Linked DNA regions of Mus musculus: regions 2 and 3 are each linked to region 1. Evidence: chromatin contacts called from public HiCAR-type and promoter capture Hi-C data. All regions are on one chromosome and are shown on one strand. Each heading gives the region's core, a stretch centred on a gene start, on an enhancer-like site or on the middle of the called end of the contact. The rest is flanking DNA. Distances are from core to core; before and after follow the strand shown.

Region 1 (3,914 bases), core at 753-3,252:
CTGTTGTAAGCTTATTACATTTTGTGAGTTCTGACTGGATGGTTGTGTTCTCATGGTAGGCATTTTCAGGTGAGGACCAACTGACTCCAGCTGTGGAGATGAATCTAAGAGCCAGCAACAGGAGAATTTGTGTATATTCTTAGACGGAGTTAACTTTAAGTATCATGAGGTGACTGCCAGTTTTCCAGCTCCCTCTTATCTATGCATCTAAGCACAAGGTTTGGTACTTAGTAGTTGCTCAGGTATGTGTGAAAAGAGCATAGAAGGAAAAGAGGACAAGCAGAAACAAAGTTATCAAAGTAGAGTCAAGTTCTAAGGTTTTCTTTACTTTTTTTTAAACAGTCGCAGAGCTTTTGAAGTAACTGCTTACATGTTAACAAGAACAGTCTATAAGTAACAATCTTATTCATTTAGATGGCTACTAGGTATAAATATAAAAATAAAGCTTCTGGAAAATTCCAGCTTTGATGAGGTCCATCTTCTGTGAGTAGCTTCAGGAAGCCAAGTTTTGCAGGCTTGAAATTCTTATCAAGTCACTAATTCATATAAGCATGGATTCATTTTTTTTTTTTTTTCAACGTTTACTGCAGACCTTCCTTCCGGTCTGACGCTGTGTGTAGTATGTGCTGAGGTTACAAAAATGAACGACATGATTGCTGCCCACAAAGAGCTCAAAGAGATGGGGAGATACATTGTGACAGCTGCACAGCTCTGTGTGCTCAACCCCCCACTAAATTGTACACTTAGGTTGGTAAATTGTATTATATAGAATAATAGGTCTCAGAATTGTTTCAAATAAATAAAAAAATTACTAATTCTGTTTATTACATAAAACCAGGAAGAAGTGGCCATAATTCAGTCCTGGAAGTATGAAAGGAGACTGCCAACAATGAGCAGAGTCTGAATTTAAATCTTAAGGGGAAAAAATACTGTTAATGTGTTGCATAATAATTCAAACAAAAGCCAGAGAGGAAAAATGTCACAGAGGTGAGAAATGTGTCTTCTGCCCTCCCTTCATCCCTCCCTCCCTCCCTCTCTTTGTGTGTGTGTGTTATGTGTACACTCGCATGTGTGTTAGGAAGGTTGTTGGTTGAGGAGGTAGGCAGAGGCCCGTAAGTGAGCCTTTGGAAATGGCCAATTACTGGAGGAGTTTATTCTTATGAATTAATTCCTGACCAGACTTGGTTTAGAGAAACCACACGGGCAGCTGAGACATAACGGATGTTTTTTTTTTGGGGGGGGGGGGGGTAGGGGGTAGGAAGGGGTCAGAATAACCTGTGCACTGGTCTCTAATTGGCTACGTAGAACAAAAACAAAAACAGACAAACTCCAAAAACCAAAACAAAACCCTAGACGTGTTTCGAAAACTCCAAGCAGTGTACTGCTCCTTAGGTCTGATCAGCACAGCTTGCCAGCAGCCGGAAACCAAAAAGCAGACGGATGAAAGATTAAGGTTTGCTCAAAGGGGGGTGGAAGGGGGTGAGAGAGTGGGACCTCCTGGCCCGCCTTGGGTGGAGGCGAAGTTTGATGGATTCTGTTTTCTCTTTGCTATGAAGAAGATTGAACTCAGAGGCGCGCACACGCTAGCTCCGCGCACGGTCGCCTAGCAATATTCATTTAAAGAAAAACCGAATCTTAAGAAGGCCAAGAGTATAGCGAAGGAAGCTGGGGACACTTCAGCTTTCTCAAGACTTTAGTCAGAGAACCAGGTTCCCTCTATTTAAATGACCGTTCGGAGTACATCTGCAGGGTCCAAAATTAAAAATAAGAAGGAATGAATAATTAATTACAGAGTTTTCAACAAAGCCATTCCCCACCCCCGCCCCGAAGGTTGATAAACCTTTGAACCCGAGCCACGAAAGGCAGTCTCAGACAGGGAACCGACAGGAACCTCGCCACGAGGGCACTGAAGCCAGGTCGTCCCCGCCCTGCTCTTCTGCTCCTACCAACTCCTTCCCCCTTTGCCAGCTTCCGCGCGGAACCCTTTTTCGCATTTCCGTGCAGTTGAAACCCGGGACCCACTTCGTCAGCACAATCCGGAACAGTCAACATGGCGGCGGCCGTAAGGTGCCTCCGTAGAGGTAAGAGGAGCAGTGTTCTTGCGTGGAAAGTAAATCTAGAGCCAAGTTTCCTGTTGCAGCGGAATCCATGGCAGAATCTCGTAGGCACCGGTCAGCTTCTCGGTCCTCGAAATGCTTCCGTGATCTTCTGGGCTCCACAGCCCAGAGGGTCATCAGTGCTTAAAAGCGACACTTAACGCAAGGGTTCTCTCTTGGAGCAGGTCATTTTGAGGATGAAATGGGAGCGGAAATACATTGGCAGTACTTATAGTCAGGGGTGAGGAGTACAAGGCAAGATTCTGTTGTGTGTGTGGGATAGCGGGCGTGTTCAGTTTGATAAGCGAGCCCTGAAGGGAAAGGTGGTATATGAAGTGATTTACATCTGTAAATATCTGAACCTTGGCGTGTTTATGAATAAAGGCGATTCCAGTTAGTAAATTTACAGAGGCTATCGTGTTTATCATTTGGAGACTAATTCTGTAGTGTTTTGTATAGCCATGTCTGAGCACGTTAGACATGGCTAATAGGAATTCACAGTGCCATATACACTATAAGATCTTTTTCATGTGTATGTGTACTTGGTCTATGTATACATGTTCACATGTGTGTGAGTGCATATGTATGTGTGCCCATGGAGGCTCTCTTCTGCCAGCCAGTATCCAGGCTGTTTCCAGAGGCAGAGTTTGTCACTGGACCTGGAGCTTGCGGATCCCACTGTCTCCAGTGAAGCCCCTGGAGGTGGGAGGTGTTGCACTGTGTTTACCCAGCTTTTATGTGGCTGCCAGGAATCTGAATTTCACCCCTCATGCTTGCACAGTAAGAGCTCCGTCACCTCTCATATGAAATTGATCTTTACTTTTAAAATGCAATCAACTCCCCCTCTTCTTTGACCTTGCAGCCCTTCTCCTTCCTCTATTTATTGTGTCTTGTCTCCCCACTGGCCAGGAACATAAGCTTCATAACCTTCCTTATTCCAGTGCTTGTAAAACAATGGTACTTAGACCATCCAGTTTACAAACTGCATCTCCACAATAAAAGTAGACACTGCTTTCTTGATTAAGTTTTGCTAAAAAACAAAAACAATTTGAGACAGGGTTAGGCTCCCATGTGTTGGGACAGGCATCTCCAGCATGCCCATTATTAAAAGTATTGCCTGTTGCATTGAACAGTATAATTTAGTGCTTTGTTTCACATGCTAGTGTAACCTTTTTGTGGTTGCAGATTATAATAGGTCTACTGAGCACTCTTTAAGTAGTGCTAATATGGAATTCTATAATGTGTTTTAAATTGATGTATCCTTGCTTACTAATAAGGTAATACTACTCAGTGGACAGCTTTCACACTATTGGCATTTCCTTTCTAGTTTGAAGTCTTTTTATCCTTCTTGTTTACTTTTCAATTGTGTTGCTCTTTCACACTCAAGATACAACTCGTTTGTCCAGTGAACATGTTGCAAATATACTCTACCCATTTTAGATTCATCTTTTCACTGTATGTGCATGCGGGAAGGTATGTGTGTACATGTGTGTGGATGCATGTAGTGTGATATTTCTCATAACTTTTCCATCCCATTGTTTTTGAAGCAGGGTCTGTCACTAGGACCTGGAGTGTGTTGATTAGCCTCGTCTGGTTGGCCAAGTGAGTCACAGCGATCAGCCTTCTGGTTTTGGAATTTGGAGGAAGAGTCACTGTGCTCAGTGTTTTTTACATGTGTGGTGGGGTGAATGCAGGCCCTCATGCTTGCATGGCAAGCACTTTGCTGATAGTCTCCTCAGCCTCAATTCTTAATTTTTAAAAAGTATATTTGATAAGCAGAAGGTTTGTTTTTTGGATTTTTTTGTCACTTTATTTTTT
Region 2 (4,238 bases), core at 1,551-4,050, 3.0 Mb before region 1:
ACTCCTTTAAGACAGCTGCTCACAGGTAGCAGGGAATTCAGTTTTTGCTCCTTTTACAGAAAACTTACAGGTCTATCCTCTAACATATAAGAGATTTAAGCTAAATGAATAAGGAATTTTGCTAACATAAACCCTTAAAAGTGTCATGAGAACTTTCCTGTTATGTAGCCCAGGCCAGCCCTGAATGCCCCACCTCAGCCTCTCAGGACAACTCTTATTTTAATGATAGAATTTTATTGTTTCTTGTTCATCTTTACCCACTATTAGTTACATGCACAAATGTGAATTATCTTTTTAGTCTCTAAAAACAAAAGGGCTATAGAGGTTGGGCATCCCTTATATAATGTGTCCAATTTTTTCATATATTGTATGTGTGGTTTTAGAATATTTACATATACATAATTAGAAGGGAATCCAATATAAATATGAAATCCATATATACCTATATATATGCCAGATAATTTTCTATAATTTAAAAATAATTTTTCACTTGTGAACTTATGAAATTACTTTCCACAAATTTAGGGTGCTCAATTTGATTTTTGCTTGGCATATTCTAAATGAACTGTTAAACTTTAAATTTTCCTTAACATTTAAAATAGCTTTACATATTCCTCCCATTGTCTCAAATACTTCTATACTGTTCATGCTTATTAAAAGGCTTAGATTTTGCATTAACAAGCTAGCATAATGCTTACCTTACATCAAACTGTACTACCAACATACATCCAGGACCCCCTGATCTTAAGAGTGGAACACAATGCCGGTAAACAACCACATTAATAGCAAGCTTCATCAATACATAATTATCCTATTATGGTGATCACAATGCCAACTCTATTAATAATCCTGTACTGACTGTTGACTTCTGGTCCTTCCTTCCTTTTCTGAACAGAGAAGATCAATGTGAGCCTTTAAGGTTTTTGTAGCTACTATTCCCTCCTTGACTTTATGAACCAGCAATACCGGGTCATAGGCGATCCCACATCACCGTCTAGAATTGTGCAGAAACACACTACCCTGCCTTTCTGTATCCATACTTGGACATAATCCTGCCTTTGTATGTAATTACTGTCATGACCATTGCTAGACCTGCTTTCTCAACTAATCATGAGTATCTTTACCACTAACAGTTTCCAAACTTTAGCACTGTACCTCCCTGCCCCCCAAATCACAGCTTACCCTTGTCAGGTGCTTATCAATAGCCCTCAATGCTTTGCTACTACTTGGCTAGCTATTGTTCATATTACTCTAAGTAATCCTTGTTTAACCCTATGATGGTGGAATTACTAAATCCATTTAAAAGATGAACAAACACACAGGTAGGTTGAATACTCTTAATTTTTAAGAATTACTTGACCAGAATAAACAAATACTCTTGGCTTTTAACCTAACCCTTTTTTTAACCCCTTTTAAGACAGGGTACATACATATATGTATGTGTGTGTATGTCTCCATCCCTAGCTGTCCAGAAAGTTTCTAGGTTTACCAGGCTGCTGTTCAAACACTCAATGGCTCTTCACTGACAAAGTGAAACGTAAGTATTTTACTTTGCTATTCTAAGACCTTCAGTTGATCCATTTACCTCGTTGATCTATTTACCTCACACTTTCCACGAATTTACTACACAATGTTCAACTTCTGCCTAAATGACCTGCGGTGGAGCAGGCTAACTCTGCAGAGAGCATTTAGCTCTTGCAAAATTCGGCATTTTTCTGTCCTTTATGATGCAACTCAGTTCCCTCACCTCTCTAGTTTCCTCCACCGGCCCAAGCCCTAGACGACGTTACACTCCCGCGCGCGGTGTGTGGGTGGCGGGGGGGGGGGGGGGTAGGGCAGAGGAAGATAACTATTGGCTTGACATTCACAATACTCTGCCCGGTAAATTATGTTCGGTGGTCACGAGGGATCGGTGGCTTCTGTGGGTGGGGGTGTGTCACCTTCTTTATTAGCACTGGCTCGCGGAGCCTGGAACTGGCACCCCAGTCGGTGACGGGCTGTGGCTACAAGTTACTTGGGGACCAAAAAAAAAAAAAAAAAAGAAAAAAAGGCCGGGCTCAAAGGAAACCCACGCAGCGCTGCCAGAGACGGCGAGGGGGTCCCCGAGGTGCCCAGGAAAGGTTCGCCGAGGGGACCGGTCCTCGGGGGAGCGGCGCGCGCCCCCGCGAGCTCCCACTCCAGCGGCGCGCACGGCGACCGCGCCGCGCCCCCGCCCTCACCTTCTTCTTCTCCTCCTCTTCCTCCTCCTCCTCCTCCCCGGCAGAGCTGTAGGCCTCACAGTGGTGACGCGGGGTCATCCGGGGGCCCGTTACCACCTCATGATCCTCGGCGCGCGGCAGCGGGGCGCGCGGGACCAGGGCCGGGCCGTCTGAGGAGGGAGAAGAGGGCAAACCGGGCCGGCGGGCGCGGGTACTCGGGCGGGACGCACGGCTGCGGCCGAGGGGTCACTCAGCGAACTAGTTCCATGATGACCCTGGGCCCGAGGCCGCCGCCGCCGGTCCCGCTCCTCCGACCGCCGCCGCTGGTGCCCGGGTGAGGAGGGGGCGCCCTCTCGCCATAGGGCGGCGGGGGCCGGGGAGAGGCGCGGGGTGAGGCCGGCTCTGCCCCTGCCCGAGGGAAACGCCTCCGAGGGGAAATGGTGGAAGGGGGGAAGGGGAAAAAAGAAAAGAAAAGGAAGGGGAAAGGGGGAGAAAATAAGAAAAAGCGAGACAGAGGCGCTGGCGCGTCCGCTCGCGGGGGAAGGCTGGGGAGGGAGGAGCGTACGAAAAAGCGCCGGCCGCCTAGCCCCGCCCTCGCGGACTGATTTCGGCCGCGCGTGTCTGTAAACAACGCCAGTGTTCTCGTCTCTTCCTGGCCACCTCCGGTGTCCCACGGACGCATAGGAGAGTTTGAACAAAGACGAACTTCCGTGTCTTATGGACGCACAGGAGAGTTTGAACAAAGACGAGCTTCCGGAGACGACCTGGGGAAGGCGCTGGGACTGGGATGAAAAGGGAAAGTGCATTTTGTGTGCACAAAGAGAAGGAAAGGTGCGCGGACTCTTTTTCCTCGGGCGCGCGGAAGAACCCCCGCCGCCTGTTCGGTGACGTAAGAGGCTTGTTAGCCGAGGAGGCGTGCAGTGGCCGGAGAGTGTGCTGCGCATGCGCCTCTGGAAAGAAAGGAGCCTAGCCTCAGGGAAGGGTTTCTGGGTGAGCGCCTGCGCCCAACCTAGAGTCTCCCAGTGTTTCCCAGCCCAACTTGTCCTTAGCCCTCCTGAACGAATTTATTAGACGTGGATGGAGATCTTTTGTGTAAAGATCACATTCTTTGTTGACCTTACGCAAAATTATGTTGTCCCGTTCCTATTAGTGAGTAAGGACATGCATCTTTTTAACCATCCTGTGGGTGATGGGAGACTGAAGCACTTTAGAATTAAGAAAATTAAGGGGATCATATCCTGCGTGCTTAAGGCTACTTGTAAAAACAGTGGATTAGACTACTGACGGCTTGGCTGTGCGCCAATGGAATTCTAGTCATGAGCCAGTATGTCTAGTATTTCAGGGTCCTGTTTATCACTAACTAGGTCCTTAACGAATGTGAACTAAATGTGTTTTATTTACTTGAGTACTTTTTACTCCAGTTGGTAAATTTTGCAAATCTTACAATGGTTCTACTTATGAAAAGAATGCAGATAGCTTTGGGAAGAAGGGGAGACCTGGAACTTAACCATTTACCTAGTCAAGCATTCATTTTACATCACTGGAAAAAAACAAAAACAAAAACAAAAAAAAAACCCGATCAGGTTTTTACAGAACTGGAATTAGCTTGAAAACAAAAGGCTCCTGTCTTCAAGGAGTTTGCAACTCAGGCACAGAGATACCCATTGATCACTGTATGAAATTACCCAAAAGACTGTTTTACTCTATAGCCATCCCCTCCCCATATGAACTCATGGATGGCCTGGATCTTGTATAGTTTGTTTTATACTGCATTTCTGTATGTGAAAGGCTCTCAGTATTTGATTTCTGACCTCATAAACAAGTGTCAGTAGCAGAAGGATTAAGATGGAAAATTTCAGACCAGTGTGGAAACGCCTTTAACCTGCTCTGGGCTCTCAGTAAAGGTTTCTCTGAGGAAGTGACATTTAAGATGAGTCTTGAAACCACTGGGCAAAGAAAAATATAGGCACAGGAAGCAACATATGGAAAGCACTGAAGCTTACATTGCCTCTGAGACTCAAGGGGCAGAAAGCTGAGGTC
Region 3 (3,926 bases), core at 513-3,012, 3.2 Mb before region 1:
AGAGTGTGGCTGACTGGCCACAGCATTAGCATCTGCCAATTTCTGTACCAAAACAGCATCCACCCTTGGGCTGGGCAGGGCTCCTGCCTTGGAAGGTTTCCTGGACCGAGGTGGGCGCCGACTCCTTTTCCACAAGTCCTCATCAGGATGCTCCTCGTCTGAGGAAGAAGGAGATTTGGTTCTTCCTGTTCGAGAGCTCCTCCTGACAGACCTTCGGAACTTGAGGGCAGGGAAGGGCTCTTGGGGGTGGTCTCCAAGGCTTTTAGCCACTGTTGGGACCTTCCGAAAACTGGGCGCATTCCCTCTATATCCGAGGTCCCGCCGGATCAGGCAAGGGCTGTCGTTTGGTGGCAAAAACAGATCCTCAACTGGATCCCTGAGCTCCCCCCAGGAGGAAGTTCTCAAGACAGGTTGCAGCCCCTCTTCGGGGGTTCCGGGAGATTCTTTGGGTCCACTGCTGCTCTCCTCACTTCCATGGCTCTCTTGCTCCACAAAGTCATTCAGATCCTGGAGGGACAGCTGACAACGAATGCTTCGAAAGACGGTAGATGGAGCGTTCCCTGGCCAGGATTCTGAGGACTCATCGAGAACCACGGGAAGGAGAGAATGAAAAGACAGAGCGGGCTCTGGCAGCGCCGAGCTGGTCTCCGAGACCCCAAAGGCGGTTTCTGAAGGTAGCTGGAGGAAGTTGTCTGGCAACACCGACCAGGCGCGAGTGGGCGCCTGGATCTCGGGCTCAGGCACCTGCAGGTATCTGGCTACCCACTCTTGAGTGCGCTGGTGCTGTTGCTGCAGCTGCTGGGTTGAATGGTTCGGGGAGCCGGCGGTAAACAGCTCCAGTGGCTCTCTGGAGGGCGCCGGGTGGGGCGGGAGAGCAGGCGGGGACGTCGGGCTGCCAGCAGCCTCGACGGCGGTCGGAGGCCAGACAGGCGGTACAGATCCAGGCGCGTGCTCGGCGGCCTCTCCTTCCCTCAGCCACCCCGGAGCTCCGAGGTCATCCCGGGCAGGTGCAGCGCGCTCCGGCTTCTCGCAGGCGACTGCAGGGTCTCCGAGATCTTCTGGCAGCGGCTGTCCGGTGGACTGTCCCCAGCCGTTCTGCTGGCACTCCCAGCAGCAGCGTCCTCGCGTCCCCACAGCCGCACACCTGCCTCTGGCTTGAGCAGCCTCTGGCTCCGGTGTCCTCTGGTTCGGGCTGTCCTCCGGGCTGGGGTCTGGCCCGGCCACCTTCTGCGCGCTGCCACCTACGTCCACCTGGGTCCCCGCACCTGCCGGCGGCTTCTGCGGCTCCGGGTCACGGCGGCGGTGGCCCCGCGGCTTTCCATCTACAGGGCCCGGTCGCTGCAGGCCCTCCTCCCCCAGTAGGTCCCTGTACCTCCTCTTGAGCACCACGTACTTGGTGCCGTCGGGGTCCTGGCGCACTGCGGCCACCGAGTTCACGAAGCCCTTGAAGCGCTCGCGACGCTCCTGCAGCTGGCCTGGAGACACGTGAGGGTCGCGCAGGAAGCTCTTGAAGTGGCTCAGCAGCTCTGCGTTACGCACTCGGCCCCCGGCCTGGCACAGAAAGTCCAGCAGTGCCTCCTGGCTCAGCTCTCCGGCCATCGCTGCTGGGTCCTTAGTCCCTGGGGCGGCTGCGTCTCGAGCTCCCAGCGCACTTCCCCTTCGACCGAAACCCAGGCCTGGAGAGTGTCACCTGCGCCCAGGGTGGCGCCACCCGCCTCCATCAGCCGCGGAGGCCGGCGCCGCCCGCATCCCCAGGGCGCTCCAGGAGGGCCGAGGGTCCCTAGGGGCGGGTGCCCAGGCAGAGTCCCCGCGCGCAACCCTGGTGGCAGGGGGCGGCTCCTGGGCCGCCCCTGAACGACGCTGGCCTGTCGCAGCGAGTCCCCGCAGCGAAAGTTCCCGGGATAGGTCGGAGTCGGTTTCACCTGCGCTCTGGCTACGCCTCCTCCTGGGCTCTGGGGGAAGGGCTCAGCCCGCCTCCAGTACCTCCGCCTTCTGAAGTATCCCCCAACCCCCGCCACCCGTCCGGGGTGAGTCAGGCTGGTCACAGTCGCGGGCAGCGTGGGAGGTGAGGCCGAGGGCGAACTGAGCCGGAGGGGAACAGCTCTCCCGGGCGCGCAGCTACCCCGAGGCCTGGGAGATGTCAGGCAGGTAGGCGACTGGCTGTCCCTCAGAGTGCCCGCCAGGCTAGAAACTAAAGCAGAGGGAGGTCGACTAGGTCCCTCTCTCCCCGCGGCACGAGTTACAGCTAGAGTCTTCACGGGTCAGGGTCCAATAGATTGGCTCCCCGCTGTTTCTCTTTATTAGCTCGGTCTGGGGAGGGGCTCGGGGTTCCCAATTGCAGAATCCGGCGGGATCCGGAAAAAAAAAACCCACCGAGATCCAAACCAAATCTCTTTTAGTTTGTCGATAACAAGATACTGAGAAGGCGGCTCCCAGGACATTCTCTTCAAGGAGTTCAGACACACCTGCCTAAGTCTGTACTGAGAGCGAAATCACTCTGAAAGCTACAGACGAAGGTTGGGTTTTGCCTTTCATTTTCCGGCATCATTGTCTTATATTACAATGCTCAGTGCCAGAGGTGTTGGGGGAGGATTCGCTATCAGAGAGGTCATTTCCTAGGAAGCCAAAATCCAGAGGAATTATCTCCTTAGCTAAGGTATTTGATACCCAGAGTTATTTTTTTTTAATTTAGTCTAAGATTTGTGAAGAGAAGAGATTCGCTCCATCTGTTTCATGTTGACTTCTTTGTGAAGTCTTTGCTTTGAGAATGCAAGTTTTCCTCCACACATTTAAAATGTTGAAATCGCGACGAGGATTTGATTCCACCCCAGGAAAGGGGACGCTAGACTCTCTTGGTCTGTTGAAGGGCTGCTGAGTCCACCCTGATTCAAGTTTTTCTTTAGCCCCCTTTGAAGAGGGAAGAGTTAAGCCACAGCAGCACACTTCATCCATAAAGCCCTACATTTCTGTCTGGTCTGGGTGACTCTCTTTCTTCTTTATCTTGAGTTGATTTGCATACTGTCAACAGTACCTATCTCTTGTAGCCTCAAGCCCCTTTGTCTTCTGCACAGCCTCGTTGCAGCCTTCCCTCCCCACCTTCCCTAACAGCCACCCCAAATGTCTGTGTCTCTGCAGCCTCCCATGACTGCCACGTTTCTAGCGATAAATTCTCTATTTTCTCCTCTCCTTTTACTTCACTTTACAGTTCCAGATTTTTCACTAAGAATATCTCGAGTATGTTGGTCCTGCAACTGTCAACAATGTTTTGGTATGGTCACCCTCCATCCCCCTACCCCAGCATTGGGGGATCAAACTCAGGTACTCATTTGTGCTAGGCAAGCCCTCTGTCACTGCCACTGATCAGTTGACAGTCTGTCAGATAGGCCACACCAGCAGTGTTTCATTTAAATCCCAACAGAACCCTGGTACTTTTCCATGAAGGACTTGGACTCCTTGGCTTTAAATTATCTAGGTCAGAAAGAAGGACTGTTTCTGTCTATTTGGGGCAGTTTCTAGAATTGAAACCTAGTAGTGGGTTGGCATGGAGGAGCTGTTCCCACTCCATATAACTTTGACGCCTTAAAGTAGTTATTGAAACAAATGTTTTTATATGAAACTTCAGCTCGTGCTTGTATTTATTTACTGGTGTTGAGTCTCTCAGTGAGATTCACAAGTGTGGGAGGCAGAGTCCAAATGGAAACCTCAGATGGGCAAGTCAGGAGAATCCCTCTTTGGTGCCTTGCACAAGTACATATGTTGAGTTGTACAAGTGACCAAGAGGCAGAATGGGACCGTGACTTGCTGTACTTTAAGAGGAGAGAAAGGGGAGGGACCGATGCCAAAGGTTTTGACACCATTCACCTTCAATTAAGGGTTGAATTACTAGGTCTACAATTGTTTTGATGTGTGGATACCCAAGTGGTTTG

Evidence for each region. Promoter capture Hi-C pulls out the DNA fragments that hold promoters and counts their contacts. HiCAR-type assays count read pairs that join an accessible place to other places.
Region 2: a contact with region 1 is called in a HiCAR-type map of astrocytes, with 5 times the contacts expected there. The contact joins the promoter of Ccni here to the promoter of Mrpl1 in region 1. A contact is called at or near these places in 9 of 39 promoter capture datasets (the 3T3-L1 cell line, 3T3-L1-derived adipocytes, the SN4741 cell line and 6 more) and 1 of 115 datasets of contacts at active chromatin or transcription factors (astrocytes).
Region 3: a contact with region 1 is called in a promoter capture Hi-C map of liver, with 3 times the contacts expected there. The contact joins the promoter of Sowahb here to the promoter of Mrpl1 in region 1. A contact is called at or near these places in 2 of 39 promoter capture datasets (frontonasal cranial neural crest and liver).

What each region holds. Positions count from the first base shown.
Region 1 is chr5:96,208,113-96,212,026 of GRCm38.p6, forward strand. Mrpl1 (mitochondrial ribosomal protein L1) reads left to right here and starts at 2,003. Exons shown (of 9, transcript NM_053158.3): 1 at 2,003-2,081. The coding sequence starts at 2,051.
Region 2 is chr5:93,203,695-93,207,932 of GRCm38.p6, forward strand. It overlaps Ccni (cyclin I), which reads right to left and starts at 2,801. Exons shown (of 7, transcript NM_017367.3): 1 at 2,220-2,801. It overlaps 2010109A12Rik (RIKEN cDNA 2010109A12 gene), which reads left to right and starts at 2,824. Exons shown (of 3, transcript NM_029363.1): 1 at 2,824-3,029. The coding sequence starts at 2,986.
Region 3 is chr5:93,043,260-93,047,185 of GRCm38.p6, forward strand. It overlaps Sowahb (sosondowah ankyrin repeat domain family member B), which reads right to left and starts at 1,763. Exons shown (of 1, transcript NM_175270.4): 1 at 1-1,763. The coding sequence starts at 1,599.